Linked DNA regions of Mus musculus: regions 1, 2, 4, 5 and 6 are each linked to region 3. A link is a contact called in public HiChIP or PLAC-seq, capture Hi-C and promoter capture Hi-C data. All regions are on one chromosome and are shown on one strand. Each heading gives the region's core, a stretch centred on a gene start, on an enhancer-like site or on the middle of the called end of the contact. The rest is flanking DNA. Distances are from core to core; before and after follow the strand shown. Region 1 holds the start of Rer1 (retention in endoplasmic reticulum sorting receptor 1). Region 2 holds the start of 1500002C15Rik (a long non-coding RNA gene). Region 3 holds the start of Tmem52 (transmembrane protein 52). Region 4 holds the start of Atad3a (ATPase family, AAA domain containing 3A). Region 5 holds the start of Plch2 (phospholipase C, eta 2). Region 6 holds the start of Aurkaip1 (aurora kinase A interacting protein 1).

Region 1 (4,265 bases), core at 1,619-4,118, 380 kb before region 3:
AACTGCAGCCAAGCCCTGAGCTTGGTCTTAATGCTCCCAAAGCAGGTAGGAAACCAGGCTCACAAATGCTGCAGTGTGGCGGCAGCAGGAGAGATCCAACACCTCCAGCCCACCCTGCCTCAGCCCTGGGGTCCTTTGGAACCAGATATAAGTGGCCACATAATGTGACAACCTTCGCAGCACCCACAGAACTCAGTCTCAAGTCTGCAGTAAGAGTTGCCAGTGTGCTGCCACTTCCTGGGTCCACTGAGTACAGTGCTCAGAGCTGCCCAGGAGAATGAGAACGCCCTTTGGCCTCAGGTGTGTGCATAAACGAAATGCTCACAATTTAACTGAAGAACCTAGTTGTGGCTCCCCCTATCTGGGGGACTCCACATTTAAATAGAGGCCACATTAGAGTATACTACCTAGAATGGCCATTCCACTTAGGCCAAAGCCCAACTGTGTTAGTCAAATTCTTTACCCTATAGTATACGAAAATGTCCCATTATTTTACAGGGATTTTTAAAACACTTTTGTGCCAGGCGTGGTGGCGCACGCCTTTAATCCTAGCACATGGGAAGCAGAGGCAGGCGGATTTCTGAGTGAGGCCAGCCTGGTCTACAAAGTGAGTTCCAGGATAGCCAGGGCTATACAGACAAACCCTGTCTCGGAACCCCCCCCAAAAAAACAAACAAACAAACAAAAAAACTTTTGCTTAAATTGAGACAAGAGTAGTATTAAAAGGAAAATACTAGGCCTGGTGGCACACACCTTTAGTCCCAGTTCAGGAGGCAGAGGCAGGTGAGTTGAAGTCAGCCTGGTCTATATAGTGAGTTACAGACCAACCCATCTACACAGTGAGGCCATTTTAAAGAAAAAACGATGGAGCTGCTCCTTTAAAGTCTGTACTCTAAGCTGATCTTAAAACTCTGTTTCAGATGATGCGTAGAAAGCCTACCTAGAACACATTAGTCAAGTTTTGATTATCAGACAAACATTGCTCTACATCTTGATTAAACTCACTGCCAATAACAACCCGAGAGAGGCAGCATAGAGATTAAGAATGTGAACTTTGGAGTCCCACTGCCGGCTTCAAATCCCAGCACTGCACTTCCTAGCAGTGTGATCTGGGACAGCCACTGAGGAATGCCTGGGGTTCGGACCTGGAAAACGGGGCGAGCACCTCAGTGCCTTCCTCAAAGGGTTCTCATGAGGATCTACCGGCAGCCTGTGGTGAACCAAGTGCCAGCCCTCAATGTTTCAGACTTGTTCCTGGGTTAGGGCAGCCCTCATACCAGCTGTTCTAGCTGCAATCCTCTTCTCTCCATTCAGACTAAAGGTCAGAGAGGCCCTCCATGCTGTCCACAATGACCACCGTTTCCACGTTTCCATGTCACGTCACTGTTTGCATTTTCTGTAACAACTGTTTTCCAATCCCTTTCTAGTAATCTCTCAATCTCCTCTCACCGGAATGCACGCTCCTCCCTGAGGGACCTTGATTTGTTTTAGGATGGGCCTCACGACCTACAGTGCTTGTCACATATCTACTGAAATTGCTCTATGCTCTGTCACAAAAAAAAAAAAAACAAGACAAAAACTGTTCTAAGGGGGACAAGTACCACACACAGAACATTACCCCCGTGTTCTGGAGCCCATCATTTGTCTAGTTTCTGCAATCCATCACTCCTAAATTAGTAATACACCACAGAGAAGAAAGCGCTCTGCACAGCATCTGGGGGTCGCTGCCTCTTGCACCTGCATGCCTCAAGAGTTGTTCCCTGTCAACCCTTCCAGACCCTGCCCCTCTGAGTCCTTCCCTCTCTGGGCCCCTCTCACCTTTGGGGGTGGGGTGGGAAATGATCATCTTGGATCATCCCCAGCCCTTTCTCTATGTTCTACCTCCACCGCAACCAGTTCCCCAACACACAACCTGGATCTAAGGGGCTGAGTATGGGTTTACTGATGCTCTTCTGAGCACCTTAATGAGGGTTAAAAAAAAAAAAAAAACTCACATCAAAAAAACAGGCAGTTCCAAGACGTATAACTAGTCTCTAAGTCTTCCCCCCGCCCCCAACAGGGTTGCTCCATGTAGACCAGGCTAGCCTCAAACTCACAGCCTCTGCCTCACATAAAGGCGTGCACCACCACCTCCTGGATAGTATCTGTTATTAAGAACTAAGAAAGAAAAGCCACTGGGGGTTCTCAATGTGGAAGTATGAAGCCCTCTTGCACTGATACCCTGCTAAGGGAGACAATGTAGCCTTATCTGCTCCACGCTGGAAGTACAGCCTGGAGGGCTGGACATTTTACTGCCTTAATGTCACCATATAATCTAGACCCATTTAACCAGCACCCCTTCGATCCATTCAGTAACTGTCTTCGCGCTCGGGCTTAATTCCTACACGTGTGCCCCGAAACTGAACACGGTAGTGGGGTAGCAAGAGGACACCTAACACATGCCGCCTGGATCTGTGCAGGCAACAACAGGCCACCTTCCTCCACGACCTGGGGCCGGGGGGTCGGGGCGGCGCGCGAGCCGCGGCGGGCAGCGCTCAGCAGTCCCCTCGCGCACCCCTCTCGGAGATCGGCCCGCCCCTGGCAACCCCTCGCCAGGCTCAAAGGCGCTGCCCGGCCCCGCCCGCCCGCCGCCCGCCGGCTCGCCCGTGGCCTTGACAGCCCAGAGGAAGGCGGTGGTGTGCCGCCCGACCAGGTCCGCGCCACCAGCCCACCCCCAGCACCTCGCAGCTCCGGTGCAGCCGAGCCGCGGTCTCCCTCACGGCTGCGGAAGGAGGATGGCGGGCAGGGCGGCCGCCAGAGCTCGGCTCCGGATCCGGGAAGCTGCACAGGCACTTCCGTTCCGTCCCGCGGCGCCTCCAGCCGCCAAGATGGCCGCGGGGCGGGGCCCAAGCTCCAACCATTTCCGCTTCCGGTATGGACGCAGAGGCCGTTGGCGGGAGCGCTTCCCGGCGGAAGGACGGGGTTGGCGGAAACGTGCCGTGGTGCACAGGCGCATTGACGTCCTCAGGCTCCGGATCCGGCGCCGCTGCTTCGGATGTTATGGTCTCCTGGCCACGCCCCATGGCAACCGGAGGCCAATGGAAGGCAGCTTTATGGTTGCTAGGGAAACTTTGGCGGCAAGATGGAGGCAGCTGGCGATCCCTACCAGGCTTCGCTCCAGCCGCGTCGGCACTCGCCGAGACTGCCGCCGCGAAACGGTACGGGCTGCGTCTCCCCGCTGGAGCTCCGTCGCGTTCGCGTGCTCCACAGGCGTGGTCCAGGCTGCAGGCTCACGGCCAGCCGACCCTGCGTCAGGGGGGGCAGGTAGAGCTGAGGTCAGGCTGGCTGGGTGAGCACACGAGGTTCGCCCAATGCAGTCTGATGAAAAGTTGTTCTAAAACCGGAGAAACAGGATCGATATGAGGTCAGAGTCCATGCTAGTGCCACTGTCTTCCCGTCCCAGGCTGCGACTTGCTGGCAAGAAAGCAGTGGGGTTGCTTATCCATCTCAGGAACTGAGAGATGGGTGTTGGGTGTGATGTCTCAGAGCTGGCTGCGTGATAAAAGATGAGGCAGCCAGGAGTAATTAGGAGTGAGTGTGGATTTTTGTCCCGTGGGGACAGGAGGATAGTGACGGTCCTGGCAGGGTGGGCTCTTTGCTGTATCCTCACGGAGCTTGTTGACTGCTTCCGTGCCCTCACCGCCTCCTCTTAAAGAGCCTACAATCAGCTTTTGTCTTAGCCCTCCTCTGGCCAGGCCTGCCTTTCCCTCAGTACTATCCATGTAACAAAACCCAAGCAAGGGAGAGGGAGCACCCATCTTGAGCAATTAACCATCCTGTCATGTTCAAGAGACTGATGAGAAATGACCTGCAGACTACTCCAGACCCTGAGCTGCCCCATCTCTGTGTCTGTTGATGGCAAACCATTGCTATGTTCATCTTCTTTTCCGAACACAGGCTATGGCGTATATGTATACCCAAATTCTTTCTTCCGCTATGAAGGAGAATGGAAGGGAGGCAAGAAACACGGTAAGAAGCCTGTGATCATTGCAGAGCTCATTCCAGAGCCAGATTCCTGAGAAAAGGTGTGGGAGGCAGTCAGTCTTGTACCAAGCATAGCCTGGTACTGCGCCTGCACACTGGGACTACCACTTGGACCCAGTCATGGTGGAACCAATGTAAGACCAATTCTTGTAGGCTTGGAGGTCATCACATGCTGGTGGGTGGTGGAACTATTGGTGGGAGGGAAAGAGTGGGGCAGTAGACCCAGAGTGTCACACACAAAC
Region 2 (4,069 bases), core at 1,341-3,840, 270 kb after region 3:
GTAATGGTAAGACCTGGACTTGGGACACATCTGCCACCTGGTGTCTGATAATATTTATATCTCTTTACCAAGCAGATCTGAACTCCAGAGAACAGGAGACCTGCCAGCCAGTGCATGTGGTCAATGTGGACATCCAGGACAACCATGAAGAGGCCACTCTGGGAGCATTCCTTATCTGCGAGCTCTGCCAGTGTGTGAGTCTAAGCTCCTGGGTCCTGTTGGGGCTTCTCATAGCAACTTATAAAAATAAAATAAAATAAGTTTTTATAAGTTAAATAAACACATCCTGGTCAAATACTAAATTTCTAGTAAAAACCAAGAAGTACACTTTCTAAGAAGTTGACCAAATGCTTTGGCTTGAATCCCTACCCCCCAGTGCTTCTGTCCATGATAAAAGTGATGTATGACATCTCTCAGGGCACAGGCCCCTCTCCTGGAAGAACTGACATTTCACTTTTTCCTCTGATGGACAACGGCTAGAAGAGCTTATCTAGTGGTGTCAAAGATAGGTCTGGAGACTGGAAGAGATAGCAGCCACAGTATAAGGGTCTGTGTCCCTTCACTTGATCTAAGTATCCATCTCTAAAAGCAATCTTGTAGGAGCTTCCTAAAGGCTTGTGTAGCTGCTGTATGGAGGCATTCCATTGTTCAGGTGCTATGGAGGGACTTTGGGAAGGACCATGTGCCTTTCCCTTACTTTTAAAAAAAAAAGATTTATTTATTATATGTAAGTACAGCTGTTTTCAGACACATCAGAAGAGGGCGTCAGATCTCATTACAGATGGTTGTAAACCACCATGTGGTTGCTGGGAATTGAACTCAGGACCTCCTGAAGAGCAGTCAGTCATAACCGCTGAGCCATCTCTCCAGCCCCTTTCCCTGACTTTTGCCCTTAAGAACTGTGATTAGCTGACTGTGGCAGAATTGATTTCCTTTTGGCTTACCAAGTGAAGGCTGATGGGGAAGTTCGCGTGGGGGATCCAAACTCCTGCTAAACTCCACACTGCTTTCACTCTTAGTGTTATTGAAGCTCTAGCAGTTGACCTTGTGGTCTAGCTGATGATCTGGAGAAAGGGCTGAGACCAAGGAGACTGTGTAGCCATGCCAGAACAGTGTGTTCAACATCCAGCCTTCTTCACTTCAAGTATTCAAGGGACTACTACTGGCAATGCCTGGTCACCTTTTAAGTTTTCACAACCAGGAGAAGAACCAATAGGTGTCTGGAGGGTGGAGGCCAGATGTGAAGTTGATGCTGCAGTGCACAAAGCATAGTCAGCATTCACACTGGACGACTGTAGGAAAATGCATGCCGGTATCTGTGTGCCTCACTTCACTCATTGCAGATTTGGGATAGCACTGGTTGATGAGGCTTTCATGTACCTACGACGCCTGAGAACAGAACCTGAGTTCCAGCCTTGGGGTCCAGGCCTCCCTTTGAATCTAGCCGTCCCACTCCCAATATGGGGTACTCCTATGATATGTTGTATATGTCTGGTAGGAACAGGCTGTGAGGGAGCTATCCTGAAGCCTGGGTCCCTGCAGAAGTGAAGATCAGTGGAGGGCAGGGTCAGGGAAGGCGCGTCACAATGCCCGGGTTCACTCAAGGCCGTGCTTTTCCCAGATCCAGCACACTGAGGACATGGAGAATGAAATCGACGAGCTGCTGCAGGAGTTCGAGGAGAAGAGTGGCCGGGCCTTTCTGCATACTGTCTGCTTCTACTGAGCCTCCTGTGCTCGGTGCATGGCCTGCCCTGCACAGCCACCTTTGTTGAAGCCACTTTTTCAGTGTGTTTTCCTTTCAGATATTTGTTTTTACTGCTAGGTGTACATCATCAATGTACTGTACATATGGAATGAGACGTACGCAGAAATGCCAGATTCAAATCCATTGTTTTTAACCAAAAGAAATAAAGATGGTTTACTCTACAGCCTACAGCAAGTGTCTGTTGTTGGCCCTTTTCTCTCCACTGCTGAATTGTACAGAAACCTAAATAAAGCAACAGGCTGTCTTATTAAGGGGAAAAAAAACCTTGGAATTGCCACAAAATAGGTGCTGCTAGAAGTCTTTGGTTTGTCCTGAATTCCTGGCCTGACTCCCTGCTGAGGAAGAGACTACTCGGCCATTGAGTCCAACCCTGTGATAAACCTGAGAGCACCCTTCTGAGAAGTAGGGCCGGACCCTGGTGCCTTAACAGCTCAGGGCCTGTGTGAGCTGATATAACTGAACTCCTGTTGGAACCTTCAGATACAGTGGGGTCTGGACTTGGGGGGCTGGAGGTCAGCTGTCCTCTTCCTGCTTTCCAACACAGGGCAGGGTTGGTTCTTCTGTTGTCAGCTCTGTGGCCAGCACAGGGCTTGGGACTCAATCCCAGCATGACCGGCAGCCACAAGAGGATCATAGACGCTGGCAGCTGTTCCAGCACCCCTTCCTCCTCAGAAATCGCCTAGTCTTTCCCACAACTGCCACGATCTTTATGGCATACTTGGCCCATTCCGCATCGCATCCGTATCGCCTACCCTCCTGCCCTCCTACCTCTGCTCATGTAGTCATTAGTCCCTGGTTCCTCTGACTTTCCAGGCCCCTCCTCTGATGGCACTTTCTTGCTGGAGGAGGCGGGTGCTGACACTTCCTGTCCCTCTCTGGAACCCGGAGAACCAGAAGGAGGGGCCTTACTTGGGGAAGTAGAGCAGAAACGACCACCTGGTCCAGGCCAAGGCCCAGTCCAGCGCGGCACTGGGCAGGGAGACCGGAGCCAAGGCTGATGACATGGGGCACAATGTGGAGCCGAGGCCGGAGGGGAGGGGTCTCGGGCTGCGTCACAGGGACAGGAGTGGAGAACCTCGCCCCTGGATGCTGGCGCGGGGCGGCGAAGTCCCTCCCCGGAGGCGGAGGCAGGAGGAGGAGGGAGGAGATAGTGAAGAAGAAAAGGAGGGAGGGAGAAGCCTGGAGGAGGGAAGAGGGAGGAGGGAGGGGGCCGCCGCGCAGACCGCAGGGAGCCGGGCGCAGGGAGCACCGGAGGGCGGAGCGGAGGGCTGCCAGCAACGGGCGACAGGCGAGCGACCCCACGTCAGCCCCCACATCTCGGCTGCCTGTGCCCGCGCCTGCCCCCGGGGTCCGCGGCGGCCCGGCGCGCGAGCGCTGACCTCTGCGGAGGCGGCGCGGGCTAAGCATCGGGCCGGGGCCGGGAGGGGCACCGGGGCCGGGGGGCGGCGCTCCGGCCCGGCCCGGCCCCGCCCGATGTCCATGAGTGCGAACACCATGATCTTCATGATTCTGGGGGCGTCGATCGTGATGGTGAGCGGAGGGGCTTCCCGCGCGCGCCCCCTGCTTCTGCCGCCCGCCCGCGCGCGCGCCTACCCCACCTCGCTTCCTTGTTTACCGGCCCGTGCGGCCTGCGCTGCCCTCGCTGCGATCTTGCGCTGCCCTCGCCCTGGTTGCCCTGCGTTTCCCCACCCACCCACCCACCCCTGCAGTCTAGTACTCCCCCTTGGCACCCCTTTCGGCCCGGCCCACTCCTCGCCCTGACCGGTCATGGGCTCTTCCAGGCCATCGCGTGCTTGATGGACATGAACGCGCTGCTGGACCGATTCCATAACTACATCCTCCCGCACCTGCGGGGCGAGGACCGCGTCTGCCACTGCAACTGTGGCCGGTGAGTGCGCCCCGGCTCTAGGCACTACACGCGTGATCACACTTGTGCAGCGGGCCCCACTTGGCCGGTGAGCCCGGAGCAGGCTGGGCCGCAGAGCCTGGCTGGATGATGGGGGCCGCTTCTGCCCGCCAGGTGCTGGGGGAGGGGTGGCTAACGGGAACCCTAGGTCAGCCAGCCGCTCCCTGGGAAAGGAAGCATGACTGAGTCTGTTAGGAACTCCTTCCTCCAGTTCCTTTAGAGAAAAGGCTGCCTGGTGGTGGCATTATGGGCCAAGGAGCCTCCTGGTCCAGGGCCCGGAGGCCTGAGAGCAGCATCCTTGAGTAGTGTCCACAGTGGAAGCCAGGAAGCTGGTTAAGCCTGGGGCAGTAGTCTTGCCTCCGACCCAAGTCTTCCTCCTGGGCCTACTGTGGCCATGG
Region 3 (4,202 bases), core at 403-2,902:
GCCCTCCTGGGCCCGGCAGGGCAATGGGGGTGATGACATCTATCTGGGTCACTGTACTCATGAAAGCCCTTAGTGCCCCTGATGCCTTATACCCTGTCATGGCCCTTAACTGAGCCAGCCATTTTGCAGGAATCCTGCTCATCGACCTTGTAGGTAGCAGGCCCAGGCCTTTGGCTTCCCTGACGGTAGCTGACCACTTCTCAAACCCTTGACATGATTCCAGACCAGATGAGTGGACAAATCTAGAGAAGGCACTACCCTAGGCAGGCCACTTCCTTCTGATCCCAGACCAATATAACCCAGGTCCTCTGCAAGAGCAGATCCTTCCCTTTTCTGGACTCCAGACTTGGGTCCCAGCCTCGCACTGCACTTTTGACATCTACTCTTCCTATTGCTGGCCCTACGGTACCAAGCACAGCCACGACACAGCAAAGGACAGAAACAGCATGGGAACTAAGCTCATTGACCTGGCAGAGAGGGTCTTTGAGAGGCAAGGCACAGGTCTCAAGTGCATAGGACAGCTGTAGAACTCCTACCCACTGAGGGAAAAGCCAAAGATACATGCAGGTATGTGCACAGTGAAGAAATGAAGGCAGGACAGAGGGCTGGTACACCTCCTATCCTCCCTTAGCCAGCCTGGTTGTGCTGACCACCTGCTGCAATTTGATCACTAGTGTTCTAATAGCCCCTAGTAGTGGGGGGCAGAGCAGCCGGCCCAGCTCTTAGCCTGGAGGGAGGACTATTAAGGAGATTCCCCCGAGAAGCAGCAGCCACTTCCGGAGAAGAAGCAGGCATTCCAGGTTGAGCAAGGAGTGGTCAACGAATGCGATCTTTAAAGCCAAATGTTTTTTTTTGGAAAGTGGTCTGTCTGCAGTGGTTTAGTAGTCCAGAGCCAGGGGCCAAATGGGCCATTCCCCGGAGGTATCCCTACAGAGGATCCATAGCAAAGGTCCTTGAATGATGACCTAGAAGGCCCAGCACGGGCTGGAGAGATGGCTCAGTGGGTAAGAGCACTGACTGTTCTTCCAGAGGTCCTGAGTTCAAATCCCTGCAACCACACTGTGGCTCACAACCATCATAATGATATCTGATGCCCTCCCTCTCCTGGAGTGTCAGAAGGCAGCTACAGTGTACTTACATGTAATAAATAAATAAATAAATGGAAGGCCCAGCATATTAATGGTGTAGATCCCCACCCCTTTTTAACCTAGCCAATTGTGAAGTGTGAGGGTGGATTCTACTTTTCCCGAGAGGCCACAACCCAGTGCAGTCCTGACCACAAGTTTCAGGAGACCTGGTTTGGGGATGGGGATGGGGAAAATAGGAGATACAGGTGGCTGGCTGAGGCATCAGTCAGATATATGACGGACAGACCCATGTCCCATGCCCAGAGAGAATACTGCTCTATTCCCTCTTAGGGCTCCCACTGAAAGATCTTGATCCTTGATGACACAGAGGGAAAGGTGTGTGTGTGTGTGTGTGTGTGTGTGTGTGTGTGTGTGAGCGCGCGTGCAAGTGCTCTCAAACTTCTACTAGAAAAAAAAAGAGCAACAAAAAACGGAGAGCAAGGAGGGACGCATACCAAGGTGGGCGTGACCCTGGACCTTCAGCTGACAAGGCCCAGGGGCGGGGCCTCATAAAGCTGAGCCGGTGTTGGACTGAGTTTCGCTCTGTCTAAGGAACATGGCCCCGGGGCCGTCAGCCACACAGGGGATCCTGCTGCTGCTGCCTCTCCTGCCTCTGTCCCAGGTGGGTTGGGCCTCATTCGCAGCGGGTTTAAGGCAAGAGGGGCGGCCCTGAGTTCGGTCCCGCCCTGCTCAGGCTCACCCTTGTCCCTACAGGTGACGCTGGGTTCCGCGGACCGCAACTGTGACCCCTCGGATCAGTAAGTAGCTGGGGGCCAAGGGGAGAGGCAGAACTTGGACCGTGCTGGGAAAGGCTGGAGCGGTGGAGTGAGCTAGCAGATACCTCACCTGCTTCAGGTGCCGCTGTCCCCGCAGGTGCCCGCCCCAGGCCCGCTGGAGCAGCCTATGGCATGTGGGGTAAGTGGAATCCACCATGCCAACCCTCTGGTCCAACAGTTCCTCTGAAGTTAGACCATGGCTAGGACCTCCACAATCCCTTCTGCCTCACCTGCTGCATCTGCTGCCCCCAACTCCCTCGACGCTGTCTGAAGAGCCCTTGAGCCCTAGGCAGCCTTGGAAACCAGACCCGATTATCCTCAGCAGAAGGCACAAGGACTGTGCAGTTGCCTGGGGACAGTGTGTCCTGGGAGTGAACCCAAGGCCATCCCTGGCCAGCACTGGAGAGCCAAGCTAGGACTGGCCCCAGCTGGAAGAGACCAGTGCAGGCGGCTCCTCGGGCCTGAATCCAGCTGAGGAAGTGTCTGGCATGGAAAGACTTCTCTTACTTTCTTTTCACCTGCCGGTTATCCTGTTTTGGGTAGTTAGGCATGACTGGCCCCCGAGTGCAGGTGCCCAGTAACAGGAGGCCAGTCCCGCGGTAGATCCTTGCTCTTCCTTACCAGGCTCATCCTGCTCGCCATACTCCTGATGCTTTTGTGTGGGGTCACAGCCAGCTGTGTACGATTCTGCTGCCTCAGGAAGCAGACGCACACCCAGTCACACACGCCAGCGGCGTGGCAGCCCTGTGACGGGACAGTCATCCCAGTGGACAGTGATAGCCCCGCACACAGCACTGTGACCTGTGAGTGTCTGGAACCCACTAGCCTGCATGGGGGCTTGGGGGCTGAGGACACCGTGGGGTGAATGCCAAGCCATCTTGATAAACCCACTCTTGTTCCCTGCAGCCTACAGTTCCGTGCAGTACCCACTGGGCATGCGGCTGCCCCTGTACTTTGGAGAGCCAGACCCTGACTCCATGGTCCCTCCCACCTACAGCCTCTATGCGTCTGAGCTGCCACCCTCCTACGATGAAGTTGTGAAGATGATAAAAGCCAGGGAGGAAGTGGCAGCTCCCTCTGAGAAAACCAACTCTCTGCCTGAGGCCTTGGAGCCAGAGACCACTGGAGGGCCCCAGGAGCCAGGCCCCAGTGCCCAGCGGCCCTAGTCAAGCCCGCTTGAAAAGGGTGGGAGTTCTCTCTTCTGGAGCCATTAAACCATTGCCTGGATTCCTGGCACTTAGGACCAAGGAGCCCCACCTGTGTCATCCTTCCCCTGGGAAGGCCAGCCATCCAGCACATTGCTGCGGACGCGGCCTCGTTGCTATGCAATGCCTGGCCAGCCAGCCTGCCCCTGTATTGGCCCCTCTTCTTCACCCTTCCCATCCATCCGGGGCCCAGCAGGCCCTCATCCCGGAGGAGCCTGGATCTTGGGAGCTCAAACCCCACTGGCATGCCAGCCCTTTGAGGGGAAAATAAAGTTTACGTAAACATGTTCTCGGTCTTTGCGGAAAGGGTTCTAGTGCCCCCGCCAAGGGTGTCCAGCAGGCCTTGGGTAGCCACCCCAGGGTAAACAGACAGGATTGGGGTGGGGGGTGTCCATCTGCTCTTCCTGCTGGCGTTTAGAGCCCACATCTGGACAGTGGGAAGGGCCAGAGGTCAGAGAAAAATGATCTTCAACTTCAGAGTGTGCCCACATTCCCTTACCCAGGCCCACCTCTTCCCTCCAGGTTGGGTCGGAGAGAAACCCACACTCAATCCCCATCCCTGTCAGTCTCCTTGGGTCAGCCTCCATTTTCCCGAGGGTCTCACACACATTCATCAGTGCACGTCTGCCAAGGCTTCACGCTCGGCCACCACCTTCCGGTACCTTTATGAACTCCTCATTTATTGAGGCACCACCAACCTCCAGGCCCAAGGTCCTCCATGAAGATGTCTCAGTCTATCCCTTGCTGTTCTTGTCAGAGCTGCCCTCAGTTTACCCTCCTAATCCTGGGTTTTCTCGTAGTAAATCCCCCAGGAAGCCATCACAGTTAAAGAACCCTTTGTCTGCAGAGTCTTACTGTCCCAAGAATCAAGTTAGGGCTCCCAGGTCCACCCTTCCTTCTCTAGCTGCATCTCTCCCCACTCGTGTGCACAGGTGACCACAGACCTGGACTGTACCCACACCCCACACCCTGCCAGCCCCGTCCACATCCCGCATAGGCCAGGTCGCTCTTGGTGAAGTCAATGCCTTGCAGGCTCATTCGCTGTCCCCACTCCTCACCTTCCCCTGGCTCTCCTTATGGAACATCTCAAAGAC
Region 4 (4,419 bases), core at 1,400-3,899, 290 kb after region 3:
ACATGCAGTTTGGCATGAACTCGACCAATGAGCAACAGTGTCAGAGCTTGGGAAGGACCTTCCAAGACAATCTTGCCCTAGACTCTCTTGTCTTCAGTGACCAGGACAGAAGACAAAAGAACTCACACCTGAGCAGAGAGAGAGCAGCAAGGCACAGCCCTACACCAATTCAGAGAGTCAGCTGCGAGGCCAAGTGCTGAGCAGGTTATCACAATGGCCTCTGATACACTGTCTCTCTCTGACAGGACAGGGCTGGGGACAGAAGCACTCTTTGGGGTCTCATCCCAGCACAGTAGGCAGGAATGGAGGTAGCACAGTCCAACAAAACTGGGGCCAACCTCCAGCTCCTGTTTCTTCTTCATGTGGCTTTGGCAAGCTGAGCTAACTTCTCTGAGTCCATTTTCTTGTAAAGTGAGTCAGAATAGGTAAACCTCAGCACAGGTTTAGTGCCCACCTGAGACTGCCCTACAAGAAAAGGGCACAGACCTAGACAGCCCATGAGGGCATGCAGAACCCATGGAATTTGTTGCTGGCCCAGAAAAGAGAGCTCTGTTAAAGCATAGTAGAGGCCAGGGCACTGAACCTAGATAGCGCATGCTCTGGGCAAGCCCTCCAGGACTGCCAGGACAAGCGCCTGAAGAGCAATTTACATGCAAGAGTAGTCAGGATGTAGCTGAGGGTTGGAACTACTGTTCTCCATAGTCTATACAACAGCCTGCATTAGTGAGACTAATAGCCAAGATTCAATTCTGAAACTCTAGGTGTGTCTAGAGAGTGATCTCCCCAACCCAGGAGTTACCGAGAGTTGTCCCCTACGTAACAGTGTAACAGGACACGGGATCATCTGCCAAGTCTTCTAATACTGGAAATGCCTTGAAAACCAGCCACTTTTCCTCATTTCAACCCAATCACTGAGATTATCTAGCAAACACAATAGATTATTTACAAAATTACTAGCTCTGCTGGACCTCAAGAGACAGGTGACCCTGGACCTCAATCTGAAGGCTCTGAATGTCTATATGGAGATTTGAGTCTGTGGGGCTCAAGAGACCATTGCCAAAAGTGGACAGGATCTCACAGTGTACCCCAACTAGCCTGGAACTTACTGTACAGAGCAGTCCAGCTTCAAACTCAGAGATCTGTCTGTCTCTGCCTCCCAAGTATTGGAATTAAAGGCATGAGCTCAAGACTTTTTTTTTTCCTACAAGAGCAGAGAATTGACTCACCAAGTGCCAGACTCTCTCTCAGAGGGTCTGCATATTATACCTATTTAAATTAGGGCTTCCCTATAGGATCTTTTGAAAAACAGAACACCCGCATAAACACAAAATTGAGAATGGAAACATCCTTCAATAAGTATTCATTCAACAAAGCTGACATTTCAGGCTTTTAAAAAATTTTTTATGTATTTGAGTTTTTGCCTGCATATAAGTATGTATATGTCTGGTACCCTTAGAAGCCAGAGGAGTCCTTGGATGCCCTGAAACTGGGGTTACAGAAGGTTTTGAGCTGTCATATAGGTGCACAGAATTGAACACAGGTCCACTACAATAGCAACAAGTGCTCTTAGCCTTTCAGCCATCTCTGCAGCCCCCTGCAGGCTCTTAAAAATATTTCAACTAGCTAGGCATAGTGACACACGCCTCAGGAGGCCGTGGCAGGTGGAGCTGTGATTTCTCTGACAGCCTGGTCTACAGGAGTCTCAGCCAGGGCTGCACAGTCTTTATAAAAACAAGAACAAACAAAGCAAAATAATCAAAAAAATCCACCTTACATTACACTTTGGCACAAACTGTCAACATCAAAACAAAAATGTGTCATTTGTTGGGAAAAGTCCTGGCCTTTGGGATCCATCAATGCTAAAATCTGTCTCAGAGAGGATCAACCTTTACGGACACCCTCACCTCACGTTCCACAGTGGAATGCTATCATCCAATAGTAAACACGACATCTACTCTCTCCTTTTTAAGTGAGAGATTGCTATTAACTACCACAACACAGGATCGCCTGACCTGGCTATGACTTTTGGCCTGCACCACGTGGAGGCAGCTAGAAAGCCCAACAGTAAAGTAGGTAAGGCCAACATTGGCACAGGGTCTCTCCTACGACCTACGTGTTGACAGCTACAAGTGCAAGAGGGTGGCAGGATCGGGGTCTCCCCCAATGCAGGACGGCTATGACCAAATGTCCCATAAGCGGCCATTCAGGTCACCTGAAAGGTACGGCTGCGAACGACCACTGTGCTGCTAAGACGTCAAGAGGACCAAAGTCCTAAGGGCAGCAGCTAGTGCCTCCGAGAGAAACCTCCCATTTCCCAGGGCCTCGGCCCGCCAAGCCCAGCCCGCGCACTCACGCGAGTGCTCCAACTCGCGAGCCGCTTTGGCCGCACGTTCCAGGCCCGTCGGGTCGAAGTTGCTCCATTTGTCCTTGGGCGATGGCCGGTCTCCCGCCCCGCGGTCACCGCCGCCCTCCGCCCCGGGTTGAGCGGGCGGCAAGGGCAGCGGAGGCCCTGTGCCTTCGCCCTTGGGGCCCTTGATGCCGAAGAGCCACGACATGGTCTGCAAGCTCCGCGCGCCCTCGGCGGACCGTACCGGAGCGTGACTCGCGAGGCTCCTCGCAGTCACCACGCGCCGCGGGCGCGACTCACTGCGCAGGCGCGAGCCACACCCCTTCCTTCTGGACGACGGAAACCTAGGAGGGTCAAGACGTTCTCAGCCGCCGGATTGGCCGCTGACATAGGGACGCCAGTGGCGTCGGTGGCACGATTTGCCCAGCTTTCTAAGGAGGCGGAACTGGACAGAGCTCCTGGACCAGGCAAATAGGAGCAAAGTTTTCGAGGTGGGTGTGCCTTCATCCTAGAAAACTTTTTTTTTTTTTTTTTTTTTTTTAAGCAAAGGTGCTATTCCTCTGGGGTCGTTCTGTACCTGTCGCTATAGGCATTTATGGAGACGCCCCAGCCACAGAGCCCACAGACGATCAGAGACACTGGACTCACACCACGGAGGGTCAGAACTCTTCTGCTGTGAATCCTACCCAAAGAACAGAAGAGGAAGGGAAAACCTGAAGGTGCTGTGGGTCTCCCGGAGCTAATTTTTTCCGGACTTGAGATGCCTCAGGTCACTGCAACTAAGGGCGAAGTAATCGGGGTGAGACCTCCAGCCGGGAGGACTAGAGAAGGGGTCCCTGGCGCCCCTCGACCGGCCGGGCACCCCTGCTGTGACCCCACGCTTTCTCGGAGCCGGATTCATGTATATCTGTGGCTGCTTTGAGCGTCTCCAGGCCAGCGGCTCCTACAGCCAAGCGTGCATAAGAATAAGAGAGTTACTTAGGTCAGAGACTTGGGCGCCTCTGACAAACAATCCTGCACCATTCTGCTACGATTGCTCAGGCGGTGTTTTGAGCCCGATCCTCTTTGGTGTTTTGGCAACCCACGGCGGCTATTGGCATGCTGCTGCTTTGCAGTACAAGCCAGAAAGCCAAGCCGACTCCCAGAGCCTGCAGAGGGTACATTACACTCAGGAGCTACTTAGAGTGAGGGCTGGTGCTCCAGGCTTGTGCTTGTTAGCCAGTGAGCGCTCCTTGGGAGCCTGCTGAGCCAGGTGCCTGCTCTGGACCTAGGGTTGACCTAACCTTTGGGCAAGTGGAAGGTAGCATGGACAGTGGCAGTTGTCACTAGGAACCCACATTTACCAAAGTCAGCGTCTTGGGTCCAGGCATCTTTCATAAAACCGGTTGAGTTCACAGAATTGTTTGGACTGTTTTTTAACACTGGACAAAAGGCAATTTTAAATGATAAAAAAGGAAGTTGAAGGTATGTTATTAGTCGTATTTATTTTTTATAAAACTTTAATTTTTTAAAATCTTACTATTAATGATAGTTCTTGAGTGCTGTAACCTTCCTTATAGCCCACCACCCATCAGAGATAGTGGAAAAAGGATATGGGGGAGGTAGACCTGTTTAGAAATGGTTCTTTGGAACAACTCCTGTCTATGTTGTCTGAAAATCAACAGTTCATTTCCCAGGTTAACAGCAGCAGCTCCATCCATTCCCATACACTTCACAAACACACTAACAGTCCAGTTCGATAGTCTGGATAACAAACATGAATCAGCAGTGGTGACACAACCTAACGGAGACAGCCAAGCCACCGCCTCTGTAGGAGGGACCAAGAGGAATGCCAAGAGAAGTTCTCAACTAGGCCTCTCTCTTTGCAACAAAGATCAGCAAAGATGTGTTGTACAGCTAGCTCAATAAGCAAGTCTAGCTCTGCTTCCATCACTGTCCATCACTGTCCAGTGTTTCTTGATATAAGGTTTCTTTGAGCTCTGACACTCCTGGAACTTAAGCTGCAGATCAAACTGTCCTGGAACTCAGAAATCTGCTACATCCCAAATGCTTGGATGAACCGTGTAGGTCAC
Region 5 (4,593 bases), core at 1,424-3,923, 460 kb before region 3:
ATGGGCCCTCCAGGGTCCTATCAGAGCAACTGTCTCCTGGGACTCCATAGTGGTACCCTTGGTAACTGCTGGGCTGAAGCCTACCCTGGCACACCTGGTCCTGCTGTTGGCAAAGCCAGAGGGACCTTAGAACTTTGCTTCTCACAGCATGTAAGACTCTGGTGTCTCTCCGAGAGGGGCCCCCGACTCATCCTCTCCAACTCTGACTCTCCACTCCACGAGAACTATGCAACTTGAACGACCCCTGCAAACCACATCAAGTGCTCTGGCCCACACGGCCTTGGACTCCCAGCCTGCCTTCAGTGCTCCTGACTGTGTAGGCTTCTGTGGTTTCAGGACAGACTCGTCCCCCTTGGCTGGTCTGATAGCTCTTTATCCCTCTCTGCCCTCTGCATTTGATATGGGGCAATGCACTAAGATATCCAGTCTCCATGGAGTCCCAGAACTCAGCTGGGCAAGGGCCATCTGACCTTGTTCCAGAGCTCACTGCAGAAACCCCAGACCACTAAAGTCTAAGGATGACCAGCACAGCATCTCAGCAGGGTCTTAACCCTGTGTCATTGTCTACTCTGGAGGCTGCCCTGTCCTGTGCTCCCAGGTCCGTGCCTACCCACCCCCTCCCCTGGGTTGCTGACTTACTCTTGGCTTTCTCGTTCTTGCGGGAGGGACGCCATCGGAGGCAGGAGCGGTGCTCATCCAGGTAGTAGAAGCGGACCAATCCCTTGGAGCTGCCACGGAGCTTCACCATCTGGGTCCCCTCTTGCATGGCACTCATGCATCGCTCCACTAGACACAGGTGGACACGCAACAGAGACAGACAGACAGACAGACAGACAGACAGATAGACAGAAGCTATGAGAGCCCTGGTAATTTCACCTCACTCCCAAGGGCCTGTGTGGTCCTGTCCAAACATGAGACAGACAGGTTACCACCCCTTCTCTGCTGGACGCAGGCCCACTGGAGGTGGGTTGAGGCACCAGGGAAGACATTCGGCACTGGCCTGTCCCCTGACACCTGGGCCAGTCCAAGAAACCACTGAGATCCTAAGTGGCCTTTGCTCAGACTGCCAAATAGTCAGAGACAAAGACCAAAGCCCAGACCACTGTACAGGGAGCTCCCAGAAATGGGCACAAGGTGGACCTAGGCACCATGCACCAAACCTGGCAGCTAGCCTGTGCCATGGGCCACTCCTGACAGCCTACTGACCCTTCTGTGGCATCACCAGGAACATCACCTGTCTCATGAGCAGCCAAGTCAGCGAGAAACCCTATAGAAAGGCACAGAGCTGGGAGGCTGAGGTGCTGGGTTCAAGTCCATAGCTTATTCCTCTCCCCTTGAGCCACCTGCCACCTCCTTTGTCAACTTCTGTCCCAGGGGAAGGACTTCAGGCCAGACCCAAGCCTATCTATGCCTAGGAAACCCAGGAGCCAGGGGGACAAATCTCCTGAGTGCCAGCAATGAAACATCAGCAGACAGGAGGTGCAGAAAACCACAGTGGTGCCAGGTCAGATGGCTTTCTGGAGGAAGCTCTTACTGGCCATAAGCAGAGGGGAACTGTAGGCATGGGGTGGAAAGTCAAGGTAGATAGGGCTCTCTAGGGGACACAGCCAGTGGGGACACAAGCGTGGTTGCTTAGTGCATTTGAGGTAGCGTTTGGGGACAGAGACTACTCTAGAACCCTGATGTGGTTCTAGAGTTAAGCCACTGAATGTGCACCTTCTGCTGCTGGAGCAAGGAGCAGCAAGTGAACCAGGCATCCCTGACCAGGGCCTCCGCCACTCCACACACTGAACCCTTCTACTGGCCACCCAACAGCCCTTTCCTTCTGTCCAGTGCTTCACAGTACAGGGCCTCCCTGACACCATCTAGAGACCATTGTGTCTACACCTGCATGCCTCCATAGCTACACTGAAGGTATTGTTGCCCCACAAAATTCCAAGGACCCCCCTCAGAAAGAGCTCTGAAGCCACATGAGCCACCCCCATACCCCCAGCACATTCAACCAGGGCTTTCTGGCTCCAGTTCTGCCTTGCCTTCTTCCCACTTGGAGTTCACCCTCCAAGCTCTGCTAAGGAGGTGGACAGGATTTCTGGCTGGGGGCAAAGAGGCAATGTTTCTGGGCCTGGAGATCCCAGAGGAAGAAGCAAAGGAATTGGGATGTTGGTGTGGCGAAGGAAGGATCCCAGGCCCCAGAGGCAGCCCTAACTTCCATAGGAAGCTATGCATCCTGTGGCCCCATAGGGCTTGGCCAGTCCCTAGGAGGGACTTGGTTTTTGCCCTTTCTTACCTACAAGGCTGAGCTGCCATCTTGGTGACACTACCACGCTCCCTCCAACCCAGAGGAGTACCTCTGCCAGGCAAGCCACGGCTCCTGTGGTCTGGCTGGCAGCAGACGGCTGGGGACCAGGCATATCCAAGCCGTAGTCCCCCAAGCCAAAAGGGACCCTCAGCGACAGGCCAAGCTGAGGTGTCAGCTGGCACAGGGGCTCCTCAGGGATCCCCTTCTCTCCTCTACCTCTTCGTCTTCCTCCTTGGAGCCCACTGAAGCCCCGCAAGGGCTGTTCCCAGGTCCCACTGGCATTGACCCAACTGCTGCCTGCGGCCCTGGATGGTCCCCAGGCCAGTCCGCCCATCCTCTAGAACCTCCAGGCCTATTTGAAGAAGATGAATGCCAGGGGTGGGGGAGCTGCCAAGCCTCACCCTGCCATCCTTGGCCAATCCGCCCAGTAATCCTGCTGGATTCAGCCCAGCTGGACAAAGGATTTAGGCCAGGGGAGGGCCCAGCTGCCAGCTCAGAGCAGGCTGCTTCATGAGCCACCAGACTCATGTTTGAGGCTGAGGCAAGGTAACAGGTTAGGCATGGGACCCTCCTGGGACATAAAACAGTGCTTACAAGACCAGGAGTGAGGGCCTCTGTGAGGACACTGCCCCCCAGGAGAGTCTGTCTGTCCACAGGTGTGGTCCTACATGAGGCTGTCTTCCTAACCCTGCCCATCCAGAGCTGGTATCTGTGTCTTTGTTTTGAGCTCTCACTTCCTGCTACTTGAAATCCTTGTACGTATAAGGACTTCCAACTTGATCCCCACTGTGTGGTAGTGAGCTGGTCCACAGATGGGACAAAAAAAGCAGACGCATGCTGTCCCAAACCCCAGGGCCAAGAACCCAGTCCCCTTTGGCTGGAGGCCAGAGCTAAGCCAGCGCAGGGCCAGCTAAGGCTAGGCAAGACAGGACAGACCTTTCTACTTTGACATCCAGTATGGGAAGGAGAATGTAGGTTCCCTGAGCCTTGTGCAGATTCCACTCCAAATCCCAGCCCTTCCCCACCCCCCAGCTGCCTTCTTCCCATGCCCAACAGAACCAAAGCTGTGGGGATATCCCACTACCCAGGGCACATTATCACTGTACTCTGCACCCAAGGCTGGACATATCCGGGTATCCAGATCTCTCATGACAGTCTCCTGACCCAGAGAGGACCCTGATCATCTGCCAGGACACCGGCCACCACTCCACACCAGCCTATGGGGCCACTGAGCATCTAAGACGTGCTCATCACTGCATTCAACTTTGCATGGTTTACTCAGGGCAAGCAGAGACAGGAGAGATGGTTAAGAAAGGGAGGTGGGGTTTCATCTCAGCTTCACCGCCTCTGGATCACGGCACCCCAGCTTCCTCCCTAACCAGGCTTCTGTTTCTGGCAAGGGACAGCTCATCCTGGGAGTCCTTGCCGGGGGAGGGGGGACTCCACATCCAATAGCCACATCACCCTGCTTCACAAAGTAGCCTGGGTACCCCTGTCCAGCCCACCCTCTTGACCCTGGCCTGCCTGTTCATGTGTCCTGGACAACAGGAAGCTCAGCCAGAAGGAATCAGGACCCACTGGGCCAGATCCAATATAATCAACTCACAGCCAAACCCAGGACCCAATTAGGAGCCTTGGCCAGAGGCCTTGCTGGCTGGAGGTGGACAGGCAGCCTGCCCTCTCTGCCACAAATTAGCATAAGGAACCATTTACCACCAGGACAGGAAGTAGCACAGCCCTGGCGCTCCCCAGGGAGACAGGCCACAGGAGATCCTGACCTGATGGCATGGTCACCTGTGTAGGTGAAGCCCGGGATCCCCAGTGAGTAGTGGATAAAAGCTGGGGTCTTTGTTGTTGTTTTTGTTTTTGTTTTTTAAATCCAGGTGTCAGGAAAACCGTGGGCTGCTAAGGCTGGGCAAGATGGGACAGGCATTCTTAATGCTTCACCCTGGATGACATTTATGCTGTCCACATCCCTACAGCCCTCCCTAGGCCTCCAGTGACCATGCCACTGCACTTCCCATTTGATACACACACACACACACACACACACACACACACGCACACACACGCACACGCACACACACACACCACTGTATACCAGAATTTCCAGATGTCCTGTTCTCTCTAGGTACCCTACCTTTGGACACACCTTCTCTTCCCTTGTCTGGGCCTAGCCCAGTCTAGGGCCACTCACGCTTCCCAAATCTCTCCAGAGCTGGCTACTTCTGCCCTCTCCCCCATCTGCTTTTAGCCATCCACCAGTCAGTCTCCCACCGTTCTCTAGGAGTTAG
Region 6 (4,486 bases), core at 698-3,197, 360 kb after region 3:
TCCCCCCAAATCTTCTACCAGTGAGTGATCTTTCTTTCTTTCTTTCTTTCTTTCTTTCTTTCTTTCTTCCTTCCTTCCTTCCTTCCTTCCTTCCTTCCTTCCTTCCTTCCTTCCTTCCTTCCTTCCTTCCTTCCTTCCTTCCTTCCTTTCTTTCTTTCTTTCTTTCTTTCTTTCTTTCTTTCTTTCTTTCTTTCTTTCTTTCTTTCTTTCTTTCGGGTTCTTTCTGATTGGGAACAAACGAAAATCCCACGGAAGAATAGGAAGTACTCTTAACCACCAAGCCATCTCTTCAGCCCCAGCAGTGCTTTTTTTCTTAGGTTTTTATGAAGGATTAACCTTTGCAATTCCAGATCTGCCTTGGCAAGGTTAGTTTACAGTAGCAATACAATGTCATGGTGTCATGGCTATGTGTCTGTGTTTTATTGCCACCATGGCCAAGCAGCTACCCTGCCCTGGTTGGGCATGTTCTGTTTTGGCCTGGAGCCTGTTTGAGATACAGGGGGTCTTTTGGTTTTTTGAGACAGGGTTTCTCTGTGTAGCCCTGGCTGTCCTAGAATTCAATCTGTAGACCAGGCTGGCCTTGCAACTCAAAAGAGATCCATCTGACTCTGTTTCCCAAGTGCTGGGATTAAAGGCGTGGGCCACCACCACCCAGGAAAGTATAGGGATCTTAACAAGGTTGGCTTTACTCACCTCCTGGAAGACTAGAAACTTGCTAGTTCCCGGGATTGTGTAAGGAGGATGCTTTGCTTGGTCTCTTTCCAAAACTTGTTTCCACTTGCCCTTTCTCTTATTGTCCCTGACTCTACAAAGACCTGTCCCGATACGGGTTGTTGTGAACATGACCATTTCTCTGATGGATTTATTTACTTTTATTCATCTCCTTGAACCTTTAGTTATGCAATCCAAGGAGAAACACATCAAATAAAAGCTGGCCATGTTGAGGACTGGGAGCACCAAGGTGAGGGCTGGAATCTAGAGACTCCATTTGCCTTTTGTGGCTAAACCCAGGGTGAGAGTCTGAACTAAAGACAGACTAAAATGCATAAACCTTCCTGTTTGGGCTAGCGCAGTGGTTAAGTGCTTGCCACATAAACCCGACAACTTGAATGAGATCCCTGGAATTCACTTCCTTAAATGTGGAAGAAGAGAAATGACTCCATGTGTGCTGTGGCATATGCAGGTGCACATTGTGCCTCCCCTCTCGAAACATCATTAGAAAAGACAAATATCTCCAGCATCCCCTCTCGAAGGTAGGGTACACGCAACATCACTTTGTGACCTCAGTTACACAGCTGGGACGACAGCCTGCAATTTCTGCCCTCTTATTGGTTTATGTAACTTTAGCTAGGTTAATGCCTGAGAATGAGATATTTGGCCACTTTGTGTTAAGAATCCACAGAAATCCCTCATGCGAGGCATACGTAGTTTCTCAAATGAAGGAGAACCCTAGTCTTGCACCCCTGTCCATCGGAGCCAGCAGGACTTTCTGGTCCACACTGAGGTGCAGTGGATTGCTAGGCTCTTGCCAAGGAAAGCAGCAGCCGTATTCTGAAGAAGCTGCTTTTAAGTTTTGGGATAAAAATTAACGTGTGTGTGAGGATATTTAAATTTTTCCTCAGGGGGCTGGTGAGATGGCTCAGTGGGTAAGAGCACCCGACTGCTCTTCCGAAGGTCCGAAGTTCAAATCCCAGCAACCACATGGTGGCTCACAACCATCCGTAATGAGATCTGACTCCCTCTTCTGGAGTGTCTGAAGACAGCTACAGTGTACTTATATATAATAAAAAATAAATAAATCTTTAAAAAAAATTTTTTTTTCCTCAGGGCACACTAAAGAAATTAGGACTTTTTTCACTTGAGATTAGCGGCAGGGTAGGACCGCGGAGCAGGAACAGGGCGGAGTTTCTGAGGCCTCAAGAAGCAGAGCGCCCCATTCTGCAGCCAGCCTATCCCACAGGACTATTAAACGACCTGCCGCCCTAACAGGAGGAGCGCCACTTGTCACTTCCGCAGTCCTACGGTCCATGGCGGTACCCGGAGGCTAACCGGCTTGGGAGAGACGAAAGGAAAAAAATATATATATATATACTGTAAAGTCCGCGTGCACGCAGAGAGCACTCTCCGGGATTGTGGTGGGTGTCGGGTGTGGGCACTTTTTACCCGGAACGTTGTTGCTGCTGGACAACAGCGGCAGGGGAAGCGTCCCCTCCAACCGGAAGCGATCGCCTTCGGGCACGCAAGGATCGAGTTAGCGCAGAGCCGGGCACCAGAGGGCGCTGCGTAGGACCAGGGACCGGAAGTGGTCGAGGTCAGAGGCGACCTGATCGGTCCTAACTTCCGGGATTCGGTGGGCCTGTTGCGGGGCTCAGATGATGAGCGGCGGCGGAGCTCGCTTGGCCTGCGTCTGTTTGGTGCGTGCGAGCGTCGATATCGTCCTGCGCTGTGGGTTTCGCTGCCTGAGCGGGAACCGTGGGTGGGCGGCTTACAGCGACCACGCTGGTGGAGAGAAGTAGGGACAGGATTTGCGCTCAGAGCGACTTTTGAAGATGTCTCCTTATCGCGGGTCAGGGGGACCCAGGGTGATGGGATATGCGAGGCCTGCGGCCGAGAGCACTGCCCGTCGCCGCTGCGTGACCTCAGCTGGTTCCTGTGTTCTAGCTTTGAGCGCTGCCGCCGGACCAACTGCTCACCATGTTCCTGGCGCGCCTGACTTCACGGCTGGCCAGGACTGTTGTTCCCTGGGCAGGTAAGACGCCCCTGGACGCGGAATCCACACCTGACTTGGGGATGGGAATCATCGCGGCCCAGCTCGCCTTCAGTAGTCTCCTGTCGCTACTGGGAATAAGAGCCTGGGCACAAACCTTTTCCTGCGAGCTTGCATGTAGTATGTAGGAGCACATCACAACTCCAGACGGAAGGATAAGGGGCAGGCCTTACCATTTGGGTCTACATGTTGCCCTAGCCTGGGTAGTAGTGGTGTTCTGATCTGCTGTGATGGCACTAGTAGCAACTGTGTTGTTTCCCCAGGTTTCAGTCGTTCCTGCCCTGGCTCCGGGGTGATTGGCAGCTATGCTTTTCGACCCCTTTACAGTTTGCAGCCTGCAAGCCCAAGTCGGGCTGCCTCCCTCCCTGGTAAGAGGACCCAGTCAGAGCTTGAGGAGTTCCTGGTCCCCAGGAAGATGGCCATCAGTCCTCTAGAGAGCTGGCTGACTGCTCAATACTTATTGCCCAGACGGAATGTCGAGGTCCCAGTGACTCTGGCTCCCTCCCAGTTCTACGAATGTCCACCTAGGCAGGGGGAGGAGGAAGCCCAGCAGGGAGTCAGGGAAGCCTGGGATGCCACTCCAGTGCAGTGCAAAAACGTGCTGAAGATCCGAAGGCGAAAGATGAACCACCACAAGTACCGTAAACTGGTCAAAAGGACCCGGTTTCTACGTCGCAAGGTCCGGGAAGGACGTTTGAAGAAGAAGCAGGTGAATATGGGCACTCCCTTGGACCTAGACTGACAGTGGTTAAAAGAGGCTTTGCTCGTTATAATAAGTTGGTTGTCTCCTCTGCCCTTGCAGATCAAATTTGAGAAAGACTTGAAGCGCATCTGGCTTAAGGCAGGCCTGAAGGAAGCCCCTGAGAACTGGCAGACCCCGAAGATCTACCTGAAGAACAAATAATCTGGGTTCCTGTCCCTCTGGCTCTCTTGCTGCTTCTGACCCACTATAATAAATATTGGAAGGACTCAATTATTCTAGGCCGACCTAGAGTTTCTTTGGCTTGGTGTGAGATCTCTTCGGGTAAAAAAAGACTCTGTCATAGGAACCCAGGGCCCAAGTGTGCCTAATTGTCCTTGACCTCCAGCCTGACTAATCTGCCTCATTTAGAGATGTGTGCTCTGGGACCACTGAACAGCTCCAGGAAGGTGGACATCAATGTGAATACTGGGTGTCCTGGTGTCCTGGAGCTGAGGGGTACCTGGGTTAAGGGGAGTGCTGATTATGGAGTAAGAGATGATCTGTGAGGACTCAGGAGGGAAGCAGAAAAGGGAAGCTCAGATGTCTCAAGAGATGGCACGTGGTCCTCTGTAGTTGATGAGCCATTTAAGTTGCCCTGTTGGCTGGGATGGACTCGTCTTGCCACAGGGACAGGGTATTGGGGTGGGTCGCCAGTGTTCCCAGATGTCCCAGCTTCTGCTTGGCTCCTCAGCCGTGTGGGTGGGAGCATTAATCAGGAAGGTTGCCTGGATGGTGTGTTTTGCTAGGTTCAGTGTTGACATCTTACTACAGAAGATGCTGTTTTTAGAGTCTAGCTTGGGGAAGAGTATCCCTGCATCAAGAGGAGTGTATGCTCTGAATAGTTGAGGACCTGGAAGGACCCTGGCCTTGTATACCAAGTTATGAGGGAGCTAGGAATAAGCTTGGGAACTGAACAGTGCATCTGTTAGGCCACGCGGGCCCTCATGAACCCTGCTCTCCGATATCACCTGAACTAA

The links. Promoter capture Hi-C pulls out the DNA fragments that hold promoters and counts their contacts. HiChIP or PLAC-seq counts read pairs in DNA pulled down with a chosen protein or histone mark. Capture Hi-C pulls out chosen DNA fragments and counts their contacts.
Region 1: an H3K4me3 HiChIP or PLAC-seq map of bone marrow-derived macrophages shows a contact between it and region 3, with 2.1 times the contacts expected there. The contact joins the promoter of Rer1 here to the promoter of Tmem52 in region 3. A contact is called at or near these places in 3 of 39 promoter capture datasets (the C10 cell line, cranial neural crest and hippocampal neurons), 2 of 484 Hi-C or Micro-C datasets (both in cerebellum), 3 of 115 datasets of contacts at active chromatin or transcription factors (bone marrow-derived macrophages, double positive thymocytes and embryonic stem cells) and 1 of 9 other capture datasets (adipose tissue).
Region 2: an H3K27ac HiChIP or PLAC-seq map of embryonic stem cells shows a contact between it and region 3, with 5 read pairs. The contact joins the promoter of 1500002C15Rik here to the promoter of Tmem52 in region 3. A contact is called at or near these places in 8 of 39 promoter capture datasets (the 3T3-L1 cell line, cranial neural crest, embryonic stem cells and 5 more), 1 of 115 datasets of contacts at active chromatin or transcription factors (embryonic stem cells) and 3 of 9 other capture datasets (embryonic stem cells, liver and pancreatic islet).
Region 4: an H3K27ac HiChIP or PLAC-seq map of embryonic stem cells shows a contact between it and region 3, with 8 read pairs. The contact joins the promoter of Atad3a here to the promoter of Tmem52 in region 3. A contact is called at or near these places in 2 of 39 promoter capture datasets (hippocampal neurons and liver), 6 of 484 Hi-C or Micro-C datasets (B cells, double positive thymocytes, embryonic stem cells and 2 more), 6 of 115 datasets of contacts at active chromatin or transcription factors (all in embryonic stem cells) and 4 of 9 other capture datasets (adipose tissue, embryonic stem cells, liver and 1 more).
Region 5: a capture Hi-C map of macrophages shows a contact between it and region 3, with 5 times the contacts expected there. The contact joins the promoter of Plch2 here to the promoter of Tmem52 in region 3. A contact is called at or near these places in 1 of 39 promoter capture datasets (pre-B cells), 1 of 115 datasets of contacts at active chromatin or transcription factors (bone marrow-derived macrophages) and 1 of 9 other capture datasets (macrophages).
Region 6: a contact with region 3 is called in a promoter capture Hi-C map of stem cell-derived epiblast-like cells, with 2.1 times the contacts expected there. The contact joins the promoter of Aurkaip1 here to the promoter of Tmem52 in region 3. A contact is called at or near these places in 1 of 39 promoter capture datasets (stem cell-derived epiblast-like cells) and 2 of 9 other capture datasets (adipose tissue and pancreatic islet).

Annotation. Positions count from the first base shown.
Region 1 is chr4:155,083,485-155,087,749 of GRCm38.p6, forward strand. It overlaps Rer1 (retention in endoplasmic reticulum sorting receptor 1), which reads right to left and starts at 2,869. Exons shown (of 7, transcript NM_026395.2): 1 at 2,721-2,869. Morn1 (MORN repeat containing 1) reads left to right here and starts at 3,093. Exons shown (of 14, transcript NM_001081100.1): 1 at 3,093-3,197; 2 at 3,937-4,008. The coding sequence starts at 3,122.
Region 2 is chr4:155,731,852-155,735,920 of GRCm38.p6, forward strand. 1500002C15Rik (a long non-coding RNA gene) reads right to left here and starts at 2,591. Exons shown (of 2, transcript XR_001784583.2): 1 at 2,534-2,591. It overlaps Ssu72 (Ssu72 RNA polymerase II CTD phosphatase homolog (yeast)), which reads left to right. Exons shown (of 5, transcript NM_026899.3): 4 at 76-194; 5 at 1,622-2,028. The coding sequence ends at 1,723. Tmem240 (transmembrane protein 240) reads left to right here and starts at 2,953. Exons shown (of 4, transcript NM_001101506.1): 1 at 2,953-3,295; 2 at 3,547-3,653. The coding sequence starts at 3,239.
Region 3 is chr4:155,467,462-155,471,663 of GRCm38.p6, forward strand. Tmem52 (transmembrane protein 52) reads left to right here and starts at 1,653. Exons shown (of 5, transcript NM_001253856.1): 1 at 1,653-1,749; 2 at 1,842-1,885; 3 at 2,001-2,042; 4 at 2,528-2,706; 5 at 2,810-3,397. The coding sequence starts at 1,684. The coding sequence ends at 3,069.
Region 4 is chr4:155,758,449-155,762,867 of GRCm38.p6, forward strand. It overlaps Atad3a (ATPase family, AAA domain containing 3A), which reads right to left and starts at 2,650. Exons shown (of 16, transcript NM_179203.3): 1 at 2,354-2,650. The coding sequence starts at 2,555. It overlaps Atad3aos (ATPase family, AAA domain containing 3A, opposite strand), which reads left to right and starts at 2,744. Exons shown (of 3, transcript NR_027972.1): 1 at 2,744-2,838; 2 at 2,937-3,329.
Region 5 is chr4:155,008,352-155,012,944 of GRCm38.p6, forward strand. It overlaps Plch2 (phospholipase C, eta 2), which reads right to left and starts at 2,674. Exons shown (of 22, transcript NM_001113360.3): 1 at 2,288-2,674; 2 at 640-786. The coding sequence starts at 2,633.
Region 6 is chr4:155,829,322-155,833,807 of GRCm38.p6, forward strand. It overlaps Aurkaip1 (aurora kinase A interacting protein 1), which reads left to right and starts at 1,948. Exons shown (of 4, transcript NM_025338.4): 1 at 1,948-2,414; 2 at 2,662-2,749; 3 at 3,031-3,476; 4 at 3,570-3,777. The coding sequence starts at 2,695. The coding sequence ends at 3,671.